Regions from separate parts of the Mus musculus genome. Here all the other regions are linked to region 2. The links are chromatin contacts, called in public promoter capture Hi-C maps. All regions are on one chromosome and are shown on one strand. Each heading gives the region's core, a stretch centred on a gene start, on an enhancer-like site or on the middle of the called end of the contact. The rest is flanking DNA. Distances are from core to core; before and after follow the strand shown. Region 1 overlaps Scyl3 (SCY1-like 3 (S. cerevisiae)). Region 2 holds the start of Gorab (golgin, RAB6-interacting). Region 3 holds the start of Fmo1 (flavin containing monooxygenase 1).

Region 1 (4,047 bases), core at 1,029-3,528, 540 kb after region 2:
ATCTTCAATGAGCAGGGTGAGTTGGAGGGCAGCTGCTGCATGCACAGACTAAGGCGCAGACGCATTCCTGACCCGCTCGCTCTGCATGGGGATCCACGGACTGCAGGCTTCAGGACAGAGGGAAAACGGCTGCCTACCACACAGCTATTTAGACAGATAGCAGCAGCAGAAGTATGAACAACAGAAAAGAACTTCAAGTAGGAAGCCCTTTGCCCAGGGCTGTCCCTGCTGTATGTGGTTATCTCCTGGCTTTGTTACTGAGCTGTCTCGCTGTGAGGACAGCCCCAGTGACTGAGCTCTGCTGGCCTGAGTAGTAGTGTTTTTATTAAATTAATTTCAAAATCAGGCTTAAAGTTTCTTTATGCTTTCAAAGCCATTAATTTTTTCCTATTATAATTTACTTAGTGTTTTTTCTTACGTGCCCTTTTAAGGCCAGGCTACCTAAAGACAGTTCTCTACTCCCTTCAGTCTCCTCTAATTGCATGCTGGGCAGCCTGTGTCAGTCTCCTGGGATGGGCTCTAGGACATAACTCTGCACCTGTGACAGTTACTGTGCTGGCTGCCACATTCAGTCCTTTAGTGGCCTGTCTCATTCTGCTGACACCTCCTACAGTACCAGTATAGCTTTTACCAGTATGTGCAGTGTCTGGTGTTAGACGTGCCTGGTTGCTGTCAACTTGAACTGTCCCTCCTAAATGTGAATTAAGCCCTAAAGTTTTAAGGCATTGTTGGTTTTTTTTTTTTTGAACTAACTACTCTCCATCACACCTCTAATGGTGGAAAATGTGAAGATGAACTGAAAATACAGACATTCAGTCAACTCTCTTGAAGAGCCTACCCAAAAAGACCCTTCCAACCTTCCACCTTTTGAGCCATCCTTTTGGATCAGAGGTGTATTAACAATCAGGAAATGGGAGCATGGAGAAGGAAGGCCCCTGGGGTAGTGCGGGCTGTGCCGACAAGACAGCTTTGGAGACCTTCCAAGGCGTCTGGCCTGAACGAGCAGAAGTCGTGCAGCAACAGCCAGGGCTCTGTTTGCTTGGGCTTTTTCAGGTTGGTTTTTGCTCTCATCAGTCTCCAGCTAGAGAGGTCCGAAAAGAGGGAGAAGGCCTGGAACTAACTGTAGCTCTGGATTTCAGTTTCAGCGGACGTTCTCTCCAGCTTCCTACAGATCCTGCACTCAGCTCTGCTGAACCCCATGCCCGAGTGTCGGCCAGCACTCAGCACCTTACTGTCCCATGATTTCTTCAGGTGAGGGCATCATGTGACACACTACAGAGAGGGAAAGAGAGGAAGAGAGAGAGATTGGTTTGCCTTTCAGGTTTTTATCACAGAAAGTTTGAAAACTTCTCAGCTGTCATGAAGGAATTATATCCAGATTCAGTAGGAAGTTTGATTAGAAAGAACTAGTCCGTGTCAAATAGTTTTCAGTTGGAAACTAATTGAGAAAGTAGATAAAGTTGATAAGCATGGCCCCGCCTTGTGCTGCCACTGCATTATGGGTGCCTGTTCTCTGAATCTGTCTTGTTGAGAGGGGGCAGGTTTGTGTTTCGTCTGGCAGTAGATGGTTCCCTTAGTCTCAGTGTATAGGCGTTGGTCAGAGGGAAGGACACAGAATAAACACCCCGGGTTCACAGATGGTTTTGAACTTCAAGGTTAGTTTTAATTACGTTTTTTTTTTTATTTCTGTAACCACAGAGCTTGTGCCCAGGTTAGTTCCATGTTTGTGAGTTTTATTAACAAACCTAACCCATGTTTCTTAAACAAAGTATGTTTATGTGTTTGTACTTAGAGCTTGGAAGGGATCAGAACAGAAGGAAGGATACAGCCTCCCCAAGGAAGATGAGGCCTCTAGAGAGGCACCGTGTGGTGGGGTGTTACTAAGTTAGTCCTGTAGTCACCACAAGTACAGTTGACATTTATGTTTGTGAGAAAATGTTTTGGACTTTTCCCAATATAGCAGGTTCCCTCCTCCATTTCTTAAATTGGGAAATACAATTGTATATATTTGTGTTTATAAGTCTGTCAACAGTTATTATTTTCTTGTATTTGTAGATGAATTTTAGAAATACTTTATTTCTCATGCTATCATAGTCTCTATAAAGATAATTCATTATAGTAAATTGTTACCACTATATGTAACTCAAGTTCTTTAAGAACTGTGTAATAGTGCAGAGGGAAGAAAATCATCAAAGCGCATTCCAGGCCACATCAGACATCCGTGTGTGGCAGGAGGAGCAAACTGCCGGAAGCAGCAGGGTGGAGCAGGCCAGCTCCCTCCCTGAGGCAGTTGCTTCTGTTAAAGCGCTTGTGCATTAGCTCCGCCTCTTTGGGATACACAGGTCCACTTCGATTGGACAGGAGTCTTTAAAGGTTCTTTGTTTTTTAGACTTAAAAAAATTGAAACTCTGTGACAAATGTTACAGCCTAGAAATACCAAAGGAGGAAAGGATGTGGTGGACACATAAAATAAATGTAGATGGTCTGCTTATCGCCTAGGGCCATGAAAGGTAAACAACTTGTCTCTTAGGAGAAGTTTACGATTATGAGCACATACATTTATAGTCCACATACGCTACCATTTGCGTGAGAAATGTAAACAGACATAAAGATGTGGTATTAAATTATAAATGCAAAAAATTCATTGGAGCGCATATTACTGGTATGCTAAGCATTTCAAGCATCACCCTCAAGCAGCACATGACACAAATCATCTCAACAAACGCAGAAAAATGGCTCACGTCGCACAAAGTGGTTTCTTGAGTTTCTGGTGTATTTCCACTGTCTTTTAATTTACCCACCATAGAAAAGTTTGTGTTTAGACTGTTTTCAGTAAAACTACTGGTCAACAGGCTAATGAAAATTAAGTCTTGGTAAAAGTTAAAAGTAACACGAATTTTTATGTGGAGGAAATCATGGAAGATAGGGCCTTAATAATGAATTGTTCAAGAATCACATATAGGTGTCAGCGTGAGAATGAAGGCAGTACCTGTGCATGCCAAGCTGTGTGCTTAAGTGTTGGGCAATATGGTAGGGATATGCTAGGACGGTATGGTAGGGATATGCTAGGACGGTATGATAGGATATGCTAGGATGATAAGGTAGGGATATGGTAGGATGGTATGGTAGGGATATGCTAGGACGGTATGGTAGGGATATGCTAGGACAGTATGGTAGGATATGCTAGGATGATAAGGTAGGGATATGGTAGGATGGTATGGTAGGGATGTGGTAGGATGGGAGCCATGCTGTCTTGGAACAGAATAGTTTACAGGTTTGGAACTATCTGTAGACTCTTCAGAAACTGGCCTTGCCTAGGTCCAAAAGTCAGAAAAATGAGAAAACACTGGTGACTTCTATAAAAGTTCCATTTCCTAGATCCTCTTTGGTGTTTTCACTTCACCACAGGGGACTTGGGGATCAGCAGCTTCTTTGATAGTGCCACTTCTTCCAGGGTAGTCCACTTAATCAGTGTCTGTGACAGTGAGAGCATTGGAAAGGTGTGGTCACTGCTGAAGCCTAAGGACAGCAGCAAGTGCCCTTCCATTATATCCTCTCACAGTAGGCTCCTCTATTACATCCTCTCACAGTAGGCTCCTCTATTACATCCTCTCACAGTAGGCTCCTCTATTACATCCTCTCACAGTAGGCTCCTCTATTACATCCTCTCACAGTAGGCTCCTCTAGGCTTGCTGTTTGTTTCTCTCATAAGCACTTTGAATCTGTCGTATGGTGTACGTAGAGAGCTAGAGATCGTTTCTTCATTGCAAGTCCTGGTCTGCTCTGTACTGATGGCTTCAACACCTAACATTAACATGCCTTTTACCTTGTTGTCCTGCTGTTTCCTCACATTTAGAAATGATTTTCTAGAAGTTGTGAACTTCTTGAAAAGCTTGACATTAAAGAGTGAAGATGAAAAGACTGAATTTTTCAAGTAAGTTCAGAAAAAAAAAACTCTTAAATTCCCTCCCTTGAATTAAACCTTTGTCACCATGACAGCGCTGCCGGGCTGAGTTAGACTTCTGACTTCCCAGTGGTTATCGAACC
Region 2 (3,723 bases), core at 77-2,576:
AACACACCTGATTCAAATACTGAGAACTGAGTCAGATCAGATCTAGGTGCCTGCATTTGTACATATAGGTATATGAATGGAGAATGAGTTACAGAAGGAAAGAACCTGAAAACAGCCAGCTGGACAGAATCAGTTGGAACACATCTGACATGATAATTCCATGACAGTACTAAGAAAGATCAGCCAGTCCAGTCTTCCCCACATTGACCCCATGTTAGTAATTTACTTCCTTCTGCACCTGTCAGTCCTAGATAATTCACATATCTAGGCTAAATATTCCAAGTACCCAAGACATATCCAGATATCTCACAAACTATAGACATGGAAGAATTTAATTTTATCCTTAAGGTACTTTTTAAAATGTTGCCAAGAGTGGCACAAAGTTCTCACAGAAGTGATGGGCATTTCCAAGCCTACCACAGACATTTTTGTGAAATTGCAATCACAGGTCAAGAGCATTTTACATCCTTTCCTACCAAGTACTGGAAAACTTAATAAATCAGAAGCAGCGTTATCGCAAGCCCATACAGTGATCTATAATTATTCCAGAAAGCCCCCCGCCCCATCCGGGGCAGCAGATTTCCACTGTCCCTGAAGGCAGAAGAGACAGACATGTAAGTGCACTGTGCATGTACACACAAATACACACACGCACTTCAAATCTAACCTCTCGAAAAGTCCTTTTAGTTTGCTGACTCCCAAGAACTGGAAAGAAATGCAAACTCATCTGGTAGCCAGAAGTAAAGGCAATGCGGATGGATCATAAATACCACTTCTTCTGCGTTGATTCACTCTCATGACACCTTTCCCAAATATCTGGTTTTATAAGTTCACAATTATGATGCTGTATATGCAGTATTAGTCTTCATTCACCCTGAACCCAAGTTTACAACCATTGGTTTGGGTTAAAAGCCTCCCTTAGGGGCCATTCAGGTGGTGGCTTCGCTTTCTCTTCCTAACCTCATTCCTTTTTACAGGAAAACATCAAATCATCAGAAAACAGATGCTAAAAGAGAAACCCCTGGGCCGTCCCTCTGGCCTCTGCAGCAAAGACACCTAGGGAATCCCACCACCCCTGTCCCCCAACTTGGAGTTCCAGCCCCCACGCCCCCTCGCCCACTAAGACGGCCTCCTGTCCTTCAGACTCGAGACTCCACACCCGCGCGCAAGTACACCTTACCTTTATTCTGCTTTAGTCTCCTCAGCTCTTCCTCAGAGAAGCCCGCCCAATCCTGAGCCATCCGCCTAGCCCTGGGCACCCAAAGAGTGCCCAAATCTCCGCGCGCAGACTGCCAACACAGCTCCACAGGCACATCCGGGTTCCTTCAGTGGCGCGGCGAACAGCCAATCAGCGTGCCGAACTGTGGCGCTAGGCCTCCCTCTGCATTCAGGGACCCGGTACCTGTGGGGCTGCCCCGAGCGATGCCTGAAAGCCTGACTCGGTGGACTACAAAAGCACGGCCTTCGCTTCCACTCACAGGCCTCTGCTACACGTTCCAGTTCTTCTTGCTTTATATCTTTGGGGGGAAGTGGGGGTTATGGGAATATGAGGAAGGGTTGAGGAAAACAGGTAGAGCGGCAGTGACAGAGGAGGCCTACAGGTCGGAACTGCCTGACTAGCTGGGCGGAGCCTGTATTGCCTGGGAGGTGGGCGGTACCGGAGCATCCTTGGCTTGTAGGTTCTAAGTCATGGAGAAACAGGGTGTAGGGTTGAGATTTAAGCATTGGCCAGTTCACTTCTAGACAATAACATCTAGCAGATTTCGATTTCTTGTTTCTATGATGAATGAGTCTAAGAACCTAATCCTTATGCCAAGATATTTTGCTGGTCTCCTCCTGCCTATAGAAGTCCCTCAACACACCACACTCAAGTCCTAAATGGTGATTTTTTTTTCTTTTGTCTAAAGCTATCTTCTTGAGCTTCCATTTCTCCGTTTTAAGCAGAGTTTAGAAAATTAGAAGATGCAAAGCTTGTCCATGTATGTGTAGGTCAGCGTTTTTTAAACCATTTCTTTTTTTCATTATTTTTACTAAAAACAACTGAAAACATTACATTGGCTACATTGAAAATTTTTTTAAAGAATATTAATTTTCGACTCGAGAGTCAATATTTTTAATCAAGTTGAAGTAAAGGAGTATACTGGAAAATAAAATATGACACCAGCAATTGAAATGAGCAGTTCAGTTATATAAGTATCAGAAAAAAGTTTGACATCTTTCTTGTAATCTTTGAACTTTGAAATGTAACAGGTTTTCCAAAATTCAAGGATGCCACACATGCTTATCTTAAAGATGAGTTTATTTTCAATATATTTGAAAGGCAAAATACCATCCAAAAGGATTAGTTTCGTTCAAGTTTTGAACATAGACTAAATGTGTAAACAGATATACATTAACTCCAGAATAGAATGTATTAGTCACAATCTGGTAGTGGATTCAGCTTGCCCTCTGCACACAATAACCATTTACTAGTGACTCAACAACAATTTTAAACCTACTTGTGTGCTTTCTGTTACATTTTATTTATACATTTTCTATAAGACAAGATTTATCACTAATCTTAATAGAGTCAGTAATTATGGTATTTTAAAAGGTTTTGCCTTGCTTGTGAATGCAAATCAAGGCACCAGCAAGAGATAATAAAAGCCAATAAAATACATCTGTATAAAATTATACTTTCCCCCTTGCAACATTCCAAATCTCCTATTTGTTGTTCTGTTGGCCCTTCCTCAAGGAGTTCACTTTTGTCAAATGCTGTAGGAGATACTGGTGGGAACTAAGCTCCAGAAGTCTTTGCTCTGTGGGAGTTCTTGGTTCTGAGTTGAGAGAGTATCTCAGTTGAGAGTTTTGCTGGAAGTCTCACTCACATTATACTAACTATATTTAAGGGGAAATTTTCCCCATTTGTGTAGTAAATTTGGATCCTACCACCATATACACAAAGGGTATTTACTGTTTTCTCACACACAAAAGGCTTCCTTATTCTCCAGAGCAGTAGGCTGTGTTTTTCTAATCTTTATATATTCTCTTCTTTTCAGGCTCTTTACTAGTTTGTTTTCAATTATATGTAAGAAACTCAAACTTGAGTAGTTAGCTTTTGTAGTATTCTCTTTTTATATTCTTTTAAGTTCCATGATGAACATTTTTGTGTTTAAATAAAAGTTTTATATATAATTCAGCATGTTCATGTGTTTATGAGAAGGTATCATCTATGACAATTTGGATTGTAATATATTCTCCAGTTGATTCTCCATTAGATGGTTGGTGTTTCATCTGGACTCAGATGTGGTGTCTCATCCCTATAGTTCCAGCACTCAAGAGGCTACAGCATGAGTTTGAAGCCAGTCTGAGTTACACAGTGAATTACAGATCAGCCTGGCTGCAATGTGAGACCCAGTACAATTTAGATAGATAGATAGATAGATAGATAGATAGATAGATAGATAGATAGATAGATGATATTTTTAAAAATCTAATTGTGTTTCTAGCATATTTATAAAATGGAGCTGCCTGGCTGCCTCAGGAGGTTGAGGTACTTGCTGTGGAAGTCTGGCATCATGAGTTCAATCCCTGGTACCCCACATAAGGGTGAATGGGGAGAAGTTAGTGCACAGAGTGGCACTCTGTCTTCCATCCAAATGCTGTTGTATCTGCACCCCACACACAATGGTCACTTTTACAACATGTGAAATAACTTCCGACTTCCCAGTTCCTTCATGACAC
Region 3 (3,810 bases), core at 857-3,356, 540 kb before region 2:
CATCAATGACAGAAAACACAAATAATTAAACAAGATCAGATTGAGCATGCTCCTCCATTATTGAGATACTATGTGGGCATGGGGAATCTCATTTCCAAAGACAGAGGGGCCTTGAGTTATTTAAGAGTGCCAGAGAGCACAGTGATATTCAGTGTTTTGAACCATAGTTTATGGTAGCTCAGATATAAGTATTTTTTTTAGTATTTTTTATTGGTTATTTTATTTATTTACATTTTAAATGTTATCCCCCTTCCAAGTTTCCCCTCTGCAAACCCCCTATCCACTCCTCCTCCCTTCTGCTTCTATGAGGGTGCCCCCGCCCCACCAACCCACTCCCACCTCACCACCGTAGCATTAGACAGGGTCTCATACTATATCTCAGACTGGTCTGGACTTACAACGTAACCCAGGCTGGCCTTGAGCTTCTGCCAATCCCCCAAGTCAACCTCCAGAGTGCTGGGATACTGGCATGAGCCTGGAGCATGTCATAGTTTTAGCGTGAGACAGGGCTGTGTTCCATTCAGTGACACCCCCCCCACACACACACCCCGGGTCCTCTCCATGCAGTTTTATGAAGCAGGGGCTCAACAGCTTCTATGATAAAAAGTGGGAAAGTGTTCTATGAGGAACAACACATGAGAAGGTCCTGTCTTAGCTGATCCTAAGATCTGAGAATCTACAGCGCTCAGCCACCCCATAAATCCACACTGAGTGTGATTATGAGTGAAATAAAAACGAATTTTCTTTCAATTTCTTTACAATCTGTACAACCGCCTACAACAGTTAGAACATAAGCACAGATTTGTTTGGGCTTGACTACTTAGCAGGAACTTTGGCCTGGGGGAACTGTGAAGGAATTGCTGACATGCAAATCATCACTTTAAACCTGGGAAGTTTGGGAACCTCTAATCCAAGTCTTACCTTTTGAGTGTGTTTTAAATTGACTTGGAGACCTTACTGTTTTTTGTTTTTTTCAGAAGATTATCCTCTAACTGAGGGTAATTAGCACTGGATCAGTTAACCAGTATGACTCACTTACACGTTCACTAGGAAGGCATCTTTATTCACGCAGGCAGGTACCCCCACATTCTTCTTTAGTGTGTGCCAATATCTCAGAATACTGACAGGCACAGACTGCCCTATCAGAGCATATCCCTAAATGGGTTGTGTCAGTTCAAGCGTTAGCACTTGTAGTATATTCAGATGGATAATTGGGACCTGGGCTGGAATAAGAGTATGTTCTGAGATTTGTAACCTCTTAACAGCAGACATTTACTTCCTCAAGCCTAATCCTAAACCATCTACCACATAACACATGCTGCCTCTTACAAGGTTATAACAAGTTCCCTAAGAGAGTAAAGACTCTAAGAAAACAACTGGGCATTGAGACCCATGTTTTCTATGCTTACATAAAATATATGGAATTAAACTGTAGAAGTGACTCTCAAAGCCTTCATCTGGATACTTGTGGATTGAAGATTAGCAGATAAGATTTATAAATAGTACAAAAATCGAGAAATTTGATTCCCAAGTACAGAATAGAGCAGGAAACACAGAAACAGAAAATTGGTGAAGTGCAAACCTAAGTTAGTCAACTTTTCAGAAAGGCTTGCTTTTTGTTTCAGTTAATGTAACATACTGATACGTGGTAGATATACCTTACAAACCATTAACTCATACCATGCTAGAGGCTGCTGAGGGAAGCACTTAATAACTCATCCAGCAGAGGACTTACCAGTAAATGCAGAAGTTTAGCAATCTGACTTTATGTTCCTGTGACAAGGTCTCAAGTTCTGTTCCTTACGTTGGAGCAAGGGATGGTCGAAAAATTCCCCCAGGGTCACTCGTGGAGGGAGCTGTGTTCTGTTGAGACGACTCCTCTCTGATGTACAATAAGAAAAAACAGGAAAAACTCAGCTCCACCTTCTTCACCCAGAGGAATCGGAGATTTTTATGGGGTTACTGACTCTAAGTAGCTGTAATTGCTCATTCCAGTGGCCCTGACACAATTAGGATCCCAGAGCTAGTAACAATCAAAATTGTTTTGAGCCAGTGTTTGGGAGTTCCCTGCACACAGGATGAGCCTGGTCTAAGAGATAAGAAGCGTTAGGAAAAAAAATTGGAACCGAAGGTTAGCTGTTGTTTGTGTGTTCAATTGATTACTTGCAACAGTGGTATGCTGAGAGACAGACTGCCTGGTGATATGTACTTAAAACTCATCCTTCTGTTTGCAAACTATAAATGAAATTGGGTACTTATAATGGTATCCTTCATTTCATTCTTCCCTGGGCTAAGGATGAAATTAACATCTGCTACATAAATTCACAATCATATTAACAGCTGCTACATCAAACTTGCATTTTAAGACTTTTGGTCCATTTCTCACTTAGAGAAAATTGTTATTTTAAAATGCACACATTACTTACATTTATTAAACACATTTTAAAGCTCCTTTAACTGTAGATGATTGTCCAGGTGCTTGGGAAATGCAAGACAGATGTGTGAGAAGTACATAGCCTTCGAAGTCATGAGTCCTGGCTTCTAATGTGTTCACTAGCTTTTTTTTTTTTTTTTTTTTTTTTTTTTTTTTTTTTATCAAAGTAATCTTTGAAAAATGTTTGATTTTGCTCAGCTCCAGATTCCTCAATTAAAAATATGTAATTCAATGGCTTCCTCAAATAGTTATTGTGGAGTTAGATGAGGTAATCTATGTGAGATGGTCATGCGCATAGGAAACTCTGGTGCATAAGGGTGTTGATAGTGTTATGCATTGCTCAATTATTATTTTATCATTGATCCTCAGTATTGAAGAGATTCCTACAGGCATGAAAAAGAAAACTCCAAGAGACATTGCTCAATTATTTTTTTATCATTGATCCTCGGTATTGAAGAGATTCCTACAGGCATGAAAAAGAAAACTCCAAGAGACACTGGTGGACTGAGGCAGTAAAAGGCTCTTGACAGGCTAAATATTTTCTTAACCATTTCAGCACAGCCTGTAACTTCACTTCTGGAGGATGCTATAGAACATCAAACATTCCGATTGTTTGTTCGGCTCAGCTCTGATCTTGCTGACTCATTAAGCACTTGGCAAGTCGACAACATTGCTGGCTGTGAGTTCTTAGTTCAAGTTACCCTCCTGAAGCTCTGAGGATGGTAGTCATTGAAGGATTTCAAAACTTAAATTTGACCATAAGGTAAGCCTTCAGGACGACTGTTAGCTCAGATGTCCCTTTGAATGTGACCTTCAGTCAGAAGCATCTTAAGAGTTAGGACTAGGTTACTGTCCAAAGTTTAGCATTCAAATTACGTTGGTGTGTACATGGAGAACACTAAAGGAGTCACTTGGCCCCGGTGGTGACAAACTGCACATAAGGGAGATTAGGCTACTGAGTGATCATAAACATGATCATTTTACTATATTCATTTCCATAATTGGCCAGAGACTTTTATTAATTATTAAATGAATGAGGCATCTGACCTTCACTGGTAGTTTCCATTCTGGCTGCTTTTAGGGATCAATATTAGTCACCTATAGTTAAGGATACAGGATGAAGAAAGGCCTCTAGCCTGTTAGTCAAGTGAGCCACATTGGTAGCCAATAAATTTTCTTTAGTGCCTAGGACTGGACTCAGTTGGTTCTTCAACCCATGGGGAACCAGGATACTGGTACAGGTGAGCAAGAAGTTGGCAAAGAGTGACAAACAGACATTGACACAGAGAGAGTGCTGTATCTGAACGTAATGTCTCAAAGTGAGCATCAGACTTATATTACAGAAGAAAACAAAGAAGTTAAGTGACACATCAGCC

Evidence for each region. Promoter capture Hi-C pulls out the DNA fragments that hold promoters and counts their contacts.
Region 1: a promoter capture Hi-C map of embryonic stem cells shows a contact between it and region 2, with 2.6 times the contacts expected there. The contact joins the enhancer-like site here to the promoter of Gorab in region 2. A contact is called at or near these places in 12 of 39 promoter capture datasets (the 3T3-L1 cell line, 3T3-L1-derived adipocytes, the C10 cell line and 6 more), 7 of 484 Hi-C or Micro-C datasets (the Ba/F3 cell line, CD4 T cells, Th17 cells and 3 more), 3 of 115 datasets of contacts at active chromatin or transcription factors (embryonic stem cells, extraembryonic endoderm stem cells and memory CD8 T cells) and 2 of 9 other capture datasets (adipose tissue and liver).
Region 3: a promoter capture Hi-C map of liver shows a contact between it and region 2. The contact joins the promoter of Fmo1 here to the promoter of Gorab in region 2. A contact is called at or near these places in 1 of 39 promoter capture datasets (liver) and 2 of 115 datasets of contacts at active chromatin or transcription factors (large pre-B cells and stem cell-derived neural progenitor cells).

Annotation. Positions count from the first base shown.
Region 1 is chr1:163,939,968-163,944,014 of GRCm38.p6, forward strand. Scyl3 (SCY1-like 3 (S. cerevisiae)) reads left to right here. Exons shown (of 14, transcript NM_028776.5): 6 at 1-16; 7 at 1,140-1,251; 8 at 3,857-3,934. Among named protein-coding and RNA genes, the nearest start is that of Scyl3, 12 kb to the left of the region's middle. Within about 2 kb of position 2,279, at least 10 of the 459 cell types and tissues checked have an H3K27ac peak or open chromatin away from gene starts, as enhancers often do. A contact at or near this core is called in embryonic stem cells, where this site is marked.
Region 2 is chr1:163,402,343-163,406,065 of GRCm38.p6, forward strand. Gorab (golgin, RAB6-interacting) reads right to left here and starts at 1,327. Exons shown (of 5, transcript NM_178883.6): 1 at 1,181-1,327. The coding sequence starts at 1,241. Gm24940 (a small nuclear RNA gene) reads left to right here; the gene lies at 1-60.
Region 3 is chr1:162,864,504-162,868,313 of GRCm38.p6, forward strand. It overlaps Fmo1 (flavin containing monooxygenase 1), which reads right to left and starts at 2,107. Exons shown (of 9, transcript NM_010231.3): 1 at 1,736-2,107.